2 separate regions of the Rattus norvegicus genome follow, and region 1 is linked to region 2. The links are chromatin contacts, called in public Hi-C maps. All regions are on one chromosome and are shown on one strand. The core of a region is the stretch at or near the end of the contact, and the rest is flanking DNA. Distances in the headings are between cores, read along the strand shown. Region 1 overlaps Parp4 (poly (ADP-ribose) polymerase family, member 4). Region 2 holds the start of Parp4 (poly (ADP-ribose) polymerase family, member 4).

Region 1 (2,911 bases), core at 166-2,665, 39 kb after region 2:
AAACAGGAAGTTGGAGTGCTCATATGCATAATTAAATGTATCTAAAACTAAAACAATGACAAGAAGTACATATTTAATAGAGATGGATTTTTTCTGCATATTTTGAATCCATGGCTGGCTGACTATAGGTATGGAGGGCCAGTTGAACTCTGACCTAAAGTTTGTAAAGACAGCAAACTTCCTGTTGGTCACTGAATCTAAGGGCTTCGTGGCAGAGTCCTTTCCTTTCATGATCCTACCCTTTTCTTCCAGAGGGCTGCTCTTACCTAAGGTAGCGGAAGACCGCGGTGTGCAAAGAACAGACGTTGGAAATCTGGGGAGCGGGATCTACTTCAGCAACTCACTCAGGTTAGTGACTTCTGCCTGAGCCCCATCACAGAGGGATCCTCACAAACCTCCCTCTCTTTCTTTACTGAGGAAGTCTCTCGCCCACTGAAGCATCTCGGAAAGCAGCCATTGCCACAGCATACTGCAAAAACATGGGTTCTGTAGTGAACATTTGGGAAAATTATGTTTGAAGTCTTAGTGTTTTTCTTTTGCTCAGAGCCTTTAAATGTCTATTACTTTGATCTATTTATCTAGTGTGTGAACGTGTGTGCGCATGTGGGGTGGAGGTGGGGGAGACGTGTGCATGCCCCAGTGCATTCGTGGAAATCAGATGACAACTCGACGGAGTCGGGTTTTTCCTTCTACCAAGTAGAGCCCAGGGATCAAACTCAGGTCCTCAGGCTTGGTAGCGGACACCTTAACTGACTGGGCCAGCCCGTCTCAGCCCGTCTCAGCCTCTACATACGTTTTCTAGCTGCATCTTCTCCAGTGCCCCTCATCTCCTCTACTCTCAGAAGCCACCCCACAGGCAATTCTCATTAGCACAGATGGGGACCTTGAGGGCACCAGGGGGCGCTAGCCTCAGAACGGTCGACTAACACGGGTCACATGGGGAGCAGACCTTTGCTGTTTTGTTCTTTCTCCAGGACAGTGGTATTAGTTGTTTTCCTGATGGAAGGTGGAGTTTTGTTTTGGGTTTGTGGTTCCAAGGAATGGAGGCCCGACTTCCGACTTCCGGAGCCTGAAGCTAAGGGCTCACTCTTTCAACTACAAACACAGAATAGGTCACACTAAAAAAGGCCTGAGGTTTGAAACTTCAAAACCAAACCCCAGCACACACCTCCTCCAACTCCACTCCCTCCTGAGCCTCGATAATCAGTGCTGCCAACTGGGGACCAAGTGTTCAAAGCCCAAAACTGTGGGGGAACTTCTCATAGGGGTTCATGGCGACTGAAGCATCTATGGGCCTGTGCTAGGTCTTCTTCTATGATGCGGTTGTCTAGCTTGGGGTGTTTGTGGGACTCCTAACAGTGGGAGCTGGGACTCTCTGACTCTTTTGCTTGCTTCTCGGGCCCCTTTCCTCCCACTGGGTTGCCTCATCCAGCCTTGGTATGAGGGAACACGCCAAGTCTTGTTACTTGCTATGTCATGTTCTGTTGATATTCCCGGAAGGCTGCTCCCCCCACCCCCGCCTTTGCCCCGCCCGCTCCCCCTCCCCCCCTCCGTCCTTTTAGAGTGATCTGGGGAAGAAGAAAGGTTGGGGGCAGAGACTAGGAGGAGAGGAGGAAAGGAAAACTGGGGTTGGGATATAATGTAGGAGAGAAAAAACTGCCTGCAGCTTTGATTTTCCCCAGTCTTGCACACTTCTGATCTGCTTTTTAAAATGGGAGTGTAAAATAGAAGAGTTATTTTTATGTGGAAAAATGTTTTCCTTCTTATTCATTGCTCTGGCATTCCTTGCAGTACAATATAGATATTTTTAGTGGCTGACAGAGAACAGAGCACTTCGATCGTTATCTGCCATAAAGAAAAGCACTATACTCAGTTACCTAATTGTTTTTATTCTTTTTGAGAGGGGGTCTCACTATCTAACCCAGGCTAGCTGGAAACTCATGTATACTAGGCTAGCTTGGAACGTGAAGTGATCCTCCTGCCTCAGCCTTCAACAGACTAGAGTTACAGGTGTGTGCTACACTGGGTTTTTTAAATGAAAAAGTACATAGTGAACAACACAGCCTCCTCCTTTTTCTCTTCCCCCATTCATCTCCCTCCTTCTCATCCTCTCTTCTTCAACAGGGATTTAGTGTGTAGCAGAGGCTGGCCTTGAACTCATGAGCCTTCTGCTCACTTTCCCAAGTGTTGGGTTATAAGTGCACACCTACCCAACTTCTCACCATGAAGTTCTAACTTGTATGTTTGGAGTTATTGCTACAGTGGTAAACTTGGAATGATCGCTCTAGAAAGTCTTTCAACAATGCAGTCTGAGCATCCCTTGTCTGAAGGACTAGAAGTTGGTTTTTTGGGTTGTTTTTTTTTTTTTAAGATTTGGGATTATATGTGTGTACACAAAGAAATATCTTTCGGAACACACGAATCCAAATATGGAATTCATTTATGTTCATCTACACTTGATAAACGTAGCCTGGTGGTGATTTTACACAATATGTTTAGTGTGTGTACCTCAGACTCCTACCATCTCAAGATTAGGGGTAGAACTTTCCATCTGCGCTGTCCCATCAATCAGTGATCAGCGTTTTCAGTTCGGGCCGTTTCAGATTTTGATTCACAGTTGTGGGTTAGAGGTGCCCAAGCCATGTTTCTTATTTGTACAGTGAAGTAAGGCTGGCCTCGTGTTCATGACTTGTGTTTATTTCCTTTTTCATGCAGTACGAGCATTAAGTACGCACATGCAGGAGAGACAGATGGCTCCAGGCTCCTGGTCATCTGTGACGTTGCCCTGGGAAAGTGTATGGACTTATTCAAGAAGGACTTTTCTTTAACTGAGGCGCCACCAGGCTATGACAGTGTGCATGGAGTTTCGAAAACAGCCTCTGTACCCACAGACTTTCAGGTATTTTGGGAG
Region 2 (2,700 bases), core at 169-2,668:
CTTTTATCAGGGCAGTAAGACAAACTAGAACTGTTTCCTTTTCTGCTTTGTTTTCTAAGAGCGCACTAAAGATCTCTACCTCCACATTGCAGGGTTCCAGACATAAACCACCAAGCCTGTGTTTAATACATTGTAGGGACTGAATCGAGGGCTTCACACAAGCACTTTAACCTGCTGAACCGTATCCCTAGTCCAGTAAAGAAGTTTCTAGGGATGGGGAGGTGGCTCAGTCCCTAGAGTGTTTGCCTTAGAAGCATAAAGACCAGAGTGTAGCACACAATACCAACATTTTGAAAACGGCTAGAAGCCAGCTAGGTGGCTCAGTGGGTAAAGCATTTGTCCTACAAGCCTGACGACATGAGTCCTGTTCCCAGAGTCATGTCAAAGTAGAAATAAGCACACATACGTGTACACATGCAAACAATAAATATATGTATATATTATACTTATAAAACCACACGGGGCTGGGGATTTAGCTCAGTGGTAGAGCACTTACCTAGGAAGCGCAAGGCCCTGGGTTCGGTCCCCAGCTCCGAAAAAAAAGAACCAAAAAAAAAACAAAAAAAAAAAAAACAAAAACCACACATACTGGTATGTGCTTGTAATCCCAGTGCTGGGAGGCAGAGACTGGTAGATTCCTAGTGCTCACTGGCTAGCTAGCCTAGCATATTTAATGAGTTCCAGATCGGTTGGCACCCGAAGACATCACCCAAATAAAACATGTCACCAAAATTCAGCTCCACCTTTTACATTCAATTCTCTAGTCTAGACCTTATATTCTCATTTCATCGTATTCTGAGGAATCAAATTTTTTTCTAAATCAGTCCCTACTCAGTACATTTCTGATTCTAGCACCCAGGGCCCACACGTGTGAAACGAATAACCAACTGAGCTGTAGAGCCCTAGTCCCATCGTTTGAGTGTCTCCGATTAGTGATGGATGCTATTGTGCGCTCCAAACTCAGAAGTTCTCATTTTCTTCCACTGTTGATGCTGAAAATCCAACCCAGGGGCCCACAAATTTAGCCAAGCCCTCTACCAAAGACCTAGCTCTTCAACCCTAAATTCTCTGTGATGTCAAACCTTTGGGAAATTTCTCACCTGCTCTGGGATTCCAGCACGCTACTTAGCCCCAATCCATGATAATTTCTCGGTCAAAAGTCGCCATCTGTCACATCTCCCAGATTCAAATTTTGGATTTACCCCTACTGGCAATTTACAGTCTGAAAAAGAAACTGAAAGTCCTGAAAGCTAGGCTGATCTTGGAAGCTGAGGCCACGCCTTCTCGCCAGCTGGCAAAGTGATAGGGACAGTCTCAGGGAACCCCGCTAAGGGGCGCTGGCAACTTTGAGCATAGGTCCAGGGTTCAGGAGACTCAGCCACGGCCCCGCCCTGACGCGCCCCACCTCTCCCGGAAGCACAGAGGCTGGAACGCTGGCTGTGGGGCTCCGAGGAAAGGATCATCCGACCCCAGGAAGGGCCAGGAGGGATCTCCAAGCAGGTGCGTGGGTGCCCCAGGAGGCTGTCTGACAGCCCGAGGACCCCGGTAGTCCCGGGTGGCCATGACCTTCGCTGAAACTTTGCTCAGGGGTCGCGGCCCTAGGCCGGGTGCGCTGGAGAGGTCAACTTTGTCTGCGCGATCAGACCCTCTGCTGTTCTGGGAAAATAATGCAGCAGAACACAACATGTCTTTACTTTCTGAAAGTTGAATTTCCAAGGAAACTTATGGTAGAAGAAATTAACTCATTGAGGTCGGGAGTTGAAATTTAGCCAAACCTGACTGACTGTAAGGTTTAGCTCCCGGTCCTACTAAGACAAAAAGAATAAATAAATAAAAAGAGGAGAGTGGGTTAATTTGTAGTTTTAGCCAAGACTGGGAATAGAGAAATTCTTAATCTGTCTAGGCCCTACCTATGGCAGTTACAATTCATTTTAATGAAAAAGAGGAAGGTCAGGAAATAAGCCTTTTTTTGTTTTGTTTTGTCCTTGTGTCGGATATATGCCTCTGCCCTACTAAAAGCTACTTCCGGTGCGATGGCTATTCTTGTCTGTTAAATTGACACACCTAGGAAAAGTGAACCTCAACTGAGAAATGGCCTCCATCAGATTTACCTCTGGGGCGTGTCTGCAGAGCATTTTCTTGATTGCTAACTGAAGAGAGCTTAGCCCAGAATTGCGGCTTCTGGGCAGGGGGTCCTGGACTGTATAAGGAAAGCAGGTGAACAGAAGCAGAAAGCAAGCCAGTAAGAGCGTTCTCCCTTGACTATTAATCAATTTATTTATTCGCTTTACATCCCAATCGCATCCTTTCATACAGTCAGTTCCTTAAACTGTGCTACTGTTATGAATCGTTATGTAAAAATATCTGTGTTTTCCCGTGGTCTTAGGAGACCCTGGCAACGGGGTCGAGACCCACAGATTGAGAACCACTGGCTTCCAGGTTCCTGCCCAGAGTTCATGCCCTGCTTTTCGTGTTTGACCGTACGTAAGCTGTGAGATGAAAGAAACCTTTTCCTCCTCGAGTGGCTTTCGGTTATGATCTTTCTAACAACAATAGAAACGATTAAAATAAGGCTCTCGAATGAGCCTCGTTATTCCCAGCCAGGAGTTTCTTGCAGAGATCCTGTTTCCTACGGCCCCTTACAGAAGACACGGGTCTGTAAAATAGTTCCTGCGGGGGTGCAGAATGATTCACTGGGGG

Evidence for each region. A called contact is a pair of places that touch in the nucleus more often than the background predicts.
Region 1: a contact with region 2 is called in a Hi-C map of the A7r5 cell line, with 1.7 times the contacts expected there. The contact joins the enhancer-like site here to the promoter of Parp4 in region 2. A contact is called at or near these places in 3 of 12 Hi-C or Micro-C datasets (the A7r5 cell line, Schwann cells and mammary epithelial cells).

Annotation. Positions count from the first base shown.
Region 1 is chr15:34,843,411-34,846,321 of GRCr8, forward strand. It overlaps Parp4 (poly (ADP-ribose) polymerase family, member 4), which reads left to right. Exons shown (of 34, transcript NM_001427093.1): 12 at 253-348; 13 at 2,716-2,899. Among named protein-coding and RNA genes, the nearest start is that of Parp4, 39 kb to the left of the region's middle. Within about 2 kb of position 1,416, at least 8 of the 93 cell types and tissues checked have an H3K27ac peak or open chromatin away from gene starts, as enhancers often do. A contact at or near this core is called in the A7r5 cell line, where this site is marked.
Region 2 is chr15:34,804,785-34,807,484 of GRCr8, forward strand. Parp4 (poly (ADP-ribose) polymerase family, member 4) reads left to right here and starts at 1,419. Exons shown (of 34, transcript NM_001427093.1): 1 at 1,419-1,500. It also overlaps a transcript of Cenpj not described here.